2 separate regions of the Hordeum vulgare genome follow, and region 2 is linked to region 1. A link is a contact called in public Hi-C data. All regions are on one chromosome and are shown on one strand. The core of a region is the stretch at or near the end of the contact, and the rest is flanking DNA. Distances in the headings are between cores, read along the strand shown.

Region 1 (3,082 bases), core at 218-2,717:
TTTTCATCGCACATAAAGATCAAGACCTACCTGCCACTTATATTTTGATGCTGCATGCACTAACATATTATTCTATGACATGCAAGCAAAATCTAGTGAGCACCTATAATTTCAGGAAAAATGAACACTGTGAATGCAAATATCGACCAAGGTTGGTCTGGTTGGTCTGGTTAGCAACCCTGGCTCGTTTTGATTGTTAAGCCAAAAATCTGCCTAGTTACAGTTTTGCTACTCCCTCTGTTCCCTAATATAAAACCTTTTAGCTTTTTCTTGATCCCTATCTATCTAGACACATTTTAGTATGTATGTTCACTCATTTTAGTATGTATGTAGTCATTATTTTGTGGGAAAATTTTGTTTCGTCACTCTAGCTTTTGCCAATTTTTCTTATGCCACTCTAGATTTTGGCATTTCAGTTTTGCCACTCCTAGGTTTTGACAGTTATCACAATTACCATTCCGTGGCAAAAGCAAAATAATTTTTTTTCACTTTTGCCACTCTTAGCTTTTGAAAATATATCAAAATTGCCACTCTGAAACTTTTATTTATGCCACGGAATGGCAAATGTGATAATTATCAAAAGCTAAGTGTGGCAAAAGTGAAATGTCAAAATCTAGAGTGGCATAAGGAAATTTCGCAAAAGCTAGAGTGACAAAAACAAAAATTTCCCTATTTTGAAATAGCTAAAAGGTCTTATATTAGGGAAGGGAGGGAGCAGTTCAGTACCAGCTACTAAAATCATGTTGCGGTTTGGGTTTTAATGCCTAACATATTAATATACTTCTCCTTCCAGAGAACAAATTCTAAAGCTGTTGCTTGTGTAGTTGTATACTCTACTCCCAAATGCTCCTCCAGACCTCCACTAAAAAAGACAAACACAGGTAGCCTCTAGGATTGGATCTACAACCTTAGAATTAGTACTAACTAGAACTAGATTTAAATTCTTTTGGACAATGGTACTGATCTAACTAGTGCTAGTCGTATCGATGTAAGTGCGGACAGAGAATTTCTTGGACAGTCCAGGCCCAAACTGAGGCAGCAAAACATTTTTCCTCCACGACGAAACGTCGCCAATATTTTCACTCCGCAGATTTAGTAGCGGTAGCGCAGAAATTAAAATAACAAAGAAACAATTTCTGCACTCCATACAGCCTAAATTACATCTTGTCTACACAGATGTGCTATCAGTACTAGACAGGAACAAAAAAAACTCACCCTGGGACTGCTCCTTGGCCGTCAGGGCCTGCTCACTGCCGGTGGCCACCGACATGTGGGTCCGGATCCGGCGGTGCGCGGCGGCAGAGGGAGTGTGATGCGTTCTGACCACAGCGCAGGCCTTTCCGGAGCCGGATGCGGAGAGGAGAGGGAGAGAAGAGAGGCACCTCATCGCCATTGTGGCCTTCCAAAGAACTTCTCCGATTCGGCTCCGTGCGTGGGCTTTCTGGGCCTGTATTTTTGTGTGGCTCCAGCCTTCTCACCTTTTACCGTCTCTTTCTGGGTTTTTTCCCGTGCCGATGGGATTAATTGCACGCCTCAAATTCCATCTTTCTCTCCAAAAGAATCACTCCTATAAATTCATGATGCCGACAAATACTAGGACAATAATCATTTTCCTATTTTTCACTAGCATTTTTTTAATTTATTTTCTCATGCTTGGCGAGTCCTTACGGAGCCACAAACAGTGAGCGCGAGAGTCCTCAAGGCAAAATATTTTCCATCCATTGATCTTCTACAAGCTGAACTTGGGAGCTCCCTTTCCTAAATCTGGAGGTCAATTATGGAACAACGAGACACAATGGTACAAGGGATGATACGCCGAATCGGCGATGGAAGTACTACCTCCATATGGCGGGATACTTAGCTTCCTCGTGAGCACAATATGTGACCCATAACATCGTTGGTTCAAGACCCCCCGTAGCTGGTCAACGAATTGATCCTTCCTTCGCGGGAGTGGGATCAAACAAGGCTTGAGGAAGTTTTCCTACGCAGTGATATAGATGTCATTCTAAACATCCCCTTGTGCAACTCCCATGTTGAGGATTTGTGGTCATGGCCGCATGAATGTAATAGAAACTTCTCCGTCCGATCGGCCTACCGTATGCTCGTTGCTACAAAAATGAGACATGAGGCATGGCTCGAAGGTAGGGAGGATAATTCAAACTTGGAGGAAGAGAAGAAGGCATGGACCAGGCTCTGGAAAGTTGACGTCCCTTCGAAGGTAAAAGTGTCACTATGGAGGTTGGCTCAACAATCGTTGTCGACGACTGATTTACTGCATCATAAAACATCTCAACACAATCAACATGTGGGTTATGTGGATCCCAGGATTCTTGGCGTCACTCCTTAATCGAGTGCAATATGGCACGAAGTCACTACAAGGAATATGCTAATACACGACGCTATTTTTTCGTCGCTACATCGTCACGGTTTTTCATTTACGACGATCTCACGACGAAAAACCAAGCGTCGAAAACGGAGCGTCACAAATGAACAGCAACGACGTTTTGATCAAAATCGTCGTACCTTTTACGACGATTCCTGGATTGTCGTAACTTTTACGATGATCCTAAATCGTCGCTGACAATCAAACCCAGTCCTAAGTGGCAGTCATACGTGGCAAAATTACGACAAAATCAAAACGTCATGGTTGAAATCAGCCCAACCCATTTCAATTGATCACATGGGCTCGTTTTTTTTTTTTTGGCTTTTCTTATTGGGCTTCTTTTGGGGCCTTGGCCTATTTACAGCCACTTTAGTTTTTTCGAATTTTTTATCATTCTAATTTGGGCCCTGGCCTTTTCATGCCCAAATACATTTGATCCAGTTTCAGTTTTGGCCTTTTTTTTATTTTTGAATTCAGCAAATTTTATTTTATTTTATGTCCAAATAAATCTGAGCTCATAGAGATTCGAAGCCCATACACATAAATCTGAGCCCATGGAACTTTGAAGCCCATACACAGATTCTGAAACATCTCAGCCCACATCACAAAGTATGAAGCACAACCAAAATCTGATATTATATAGCCCACATCACAAAGTATGTAGCACAACCACAAATTTCAGCCCACACCATAAATCTA
Region 2 (3,082 bases), core at 292-2,791, 410 kb after region 1:
TACGTGTAACCTAGGTACCCCGGTGTGTATATAACTAGAGGGTTTTAGACTTCAGAGGCACGAATACCAACTTTAGGGTTTAGAACACAATCTTTCAATCTCAAGGTAGATCAACATGTACTTTGCACCCCATCAAATCATTACAGTTAAAGCATGACATATGGTTTTACCCCTTCGAGAGGGCCCGAACCTGGGTAAAACATTGTCCCTATTATCTCATATTCAACATCGTTCCCACATCGCCACCTTGGGACCCCCTACTCAAGATCCCCCGGTTTTAGCACCGACACACACACACACACACACACACACACACACACACACACACATATATATATATGTATGTATATATATATATATATATATATATATATATATATATATATATATATAAGTGTTCACAAAGACCCTAATCAAACAAGCGAGAAAGCTTAACTAGATATCACATAATGGCAAGCAGTGCATTGTGTTTCAGTTATCTCTTATTTTAGTAAAGAGATTGATTTTCCAATTTGGCAAGTATTTAATCAATATAGCAACAATATTTACAAAAGAATCTAAATTTGAATTAGGATAACAAGCCCCCACTTTCTAAGATAACCTCACTAGTGGTCGAGTAAGGCATATAAAATACGTAAAAGTCTCTCGTGAAGAAACATATGGTTGGTTGTTAGAGATGACACAATCAATAGTTAAAGAACATAAGAACCAACATATTTGTATTTTAGATCTAAGCTTATTATCAAAGTTTACATTTATTTTTTGGAAACAAATGCGATATACAAATTTTCTATCAAAAGAAACGATGCAACATGTTTAAACACTCTACTATAGATTTTTGCCCACAAGCTTACTTCAACCTAATGGCTTGCAAAGGCAAGGTGATACGTACAAAGTAAGTAGTTTGTTATGCATTATCCCGTGGGAATCCTTCACCATGTGACATGAACTTGTTTGGGATTACTCCATCACATGATGCATCGTGGAGGTGCCGTAAAGTATGAGCGACAAAATCCTCTAAAATTCACAAGATATGCTAACACGAAAGAGAAAGAAGACATGACGTGAATGAAAAGCGTGTACAAAAGAAACATGACCTCCATGACGATGGCTTTGGGCATGTAGTTGATGATCTACGGAGATGTCAAAATCACAACTCTTTAACATTTGCCGAGTATGTTGTACTAAGATAAAAAACACACTCTATGTAAGAAAATGTTTAATTTATTGGTAATAAGCATACCACAGTTAAAAATGTCACAAACAAGGATATGTATGCATTTAGTCGGTTGATTTTTTCTTCGGTTGAATTTCTTTATGCCTAAAATTGATTTATGTTTAGTTATATAAAAAATAGTAACCTAAATATTTTTAGAAAGTAAAAAAAATGACTTAGTCATAAAGAGTTCAAAACTAATCGATTTTTTACCTCCCTAAAAAAACCGATTATAACAGAAGCACATCTCAAACATCCGGAAAGCAAAAATGCCTGCCCCACGACCCCATTAGCTCGACCACATCACTAGGCACATCCAACGGCCCAACTATCCTCTCTCCCGCCGCACTGTGCGCACTGAATCCCATTCGCTAACGGAAGAGTGGAAAGCAAACAAGCCATCACCAAACCCCAGCCCCGACGGCCCACCTCGCCATCTCCGGCGATCGCCGTCGCTGCCCTGGCCTTGATCCTAACCCCTACCCTGCCCCTATTACCACCCGTGGCGCTCGTACTCTGATGCTTCCCACCCCATGGCCCACCACATTCCCCTTCCCCTTCGTCGCCGCCTCCACCACCTCTTCCTCCTTGCCCTCCTCGCCGTCGCATCAGGTAACCCTAGCCCCGGGGTGTACGATCGGGGGGCCGAGGAAGCGGAGGCGTATTCGATCCTGACATTCCACGACTACACGCCGCCGCCTCCCCCAGCGCTGCCGCCCCCGCCGGCCGCCCCGCCGGCGACCTGCGCCGGCGACCTCGGTGGCGAGGGCGACCTTGACACGCGCTGCGTAGTCCCCGCTTCCGTGCGGCTCGAGGGAGGCGGCGTCTTCATCAGCGGAAATGGCAGCCTCCAGCTCCTCGACGGCGTCTCTGTCACCTGCCAGAGGCCAGGTTGCGTTGTCTCCGCCAATTTGTCTGGTGATATCCGCTTCGGCCATGGCGCCCGTGTGGTAGCCGGATGGGTCTCTCTCGCGGCCACCAACATCACTCTTGGCACCGACGCCGTCATCGACACCACTGCGCTTGCCGGCAACCCGCCGGATAAGACCAGTGGCGTACCCACCGGGACATATGGAGATGGTGGTGGGCATGGTGGCCGTGGCGCAAGCTGCTACGTCAATAAGGGTCAAGCGCAGGAGGACTCGTGGGGTGGCGATACCTATGCGTGGTCTGAGCTCAAGACCCCGAATAGCTATGGGAGCAAAGGTGGGTCTACTAGCGTCGAGAAGGATTATGGTGGTGGGGGTGGCGGAGTAGTGTGGTTGTTTGCAGATGAAATTGTCATGAATGGAACAGTTATTGCAAATGGCGGTGATGGTGGCACCAATGGTGGGGGTGGCTCTGGGGGAAGCATCTATCTTAAGGCTGCAACTATGTGAGTATTTTTGCAATGATTTTGGTGTAATTTTTTAGAAAGATTTTGATAAATATCTGCACTTTATAGTGTGCATACGCACCTGATTTTGGAACAATTGAGAATTTAATTCAATAGTGAATTGCACTCAATGCAATCTCACTATCTCTAGTTTAGGAACAGTGTTTTGATCTGCTTAGAATATGAAGAGGGAGTGATAGTATACATTCATAGTATCATCCTCTGCTATAAATACAGGGCCCTTCATATGTACATTCCTCAAACTTATTAGTATATACTACTCCCTCTGTCCCAAAATAACTGTCTAAAATTTTGACTAGATCTAGTACAAAATTTTATTAAGCTTAAGACACTTATTTTGGGACGGAGGGAGTATGTTTTTAAGAATTTCAACTCATGCTTATCTAGAGTCTGTTTCTAAAAACACAATTAATTGATGATGATGTAGAATTCCATTTTACTCAAATATGTTGGTTATAGGCCATTGGTAA

Evidence for each region. Hi-C and Micro-C count contacts between places; a contact is called where the count stands out from the background.
Region 2: a Hi-C map of leaf shows a contact between it and region 1, with 5 times the contacts expected there. The contact joins the promoter of LOC123427196 here to the promoter of LOC123427188 in region 1. A contact is called at or near these places in 3 of 6 Hi-C or Micro-C datasets (leaf and seedling).

Annotation. Positions count from the first base shown.
Region 1 is chr1H:137,589,928-137,593,009 of MorexV3_pseudomolecules_assembly, forward strand. LOC123427188 reads right to left here and starts at 1,468. Exons shown (of 4, transcript XM_045111172.1): 1 at 1,216-1,468. The coding sequence starts at 1,393.
Region 2 is chr1H:137,995,285-137,998,366 of MorexV3_pseudomolecules_assembly, forward strand. LOC123427196 reads left to right here and starts at 1,542. Exons shown (of 22, transcript XM_045111191.1): 1 at 1,542-2,591. The coding sequence starts at 1,750.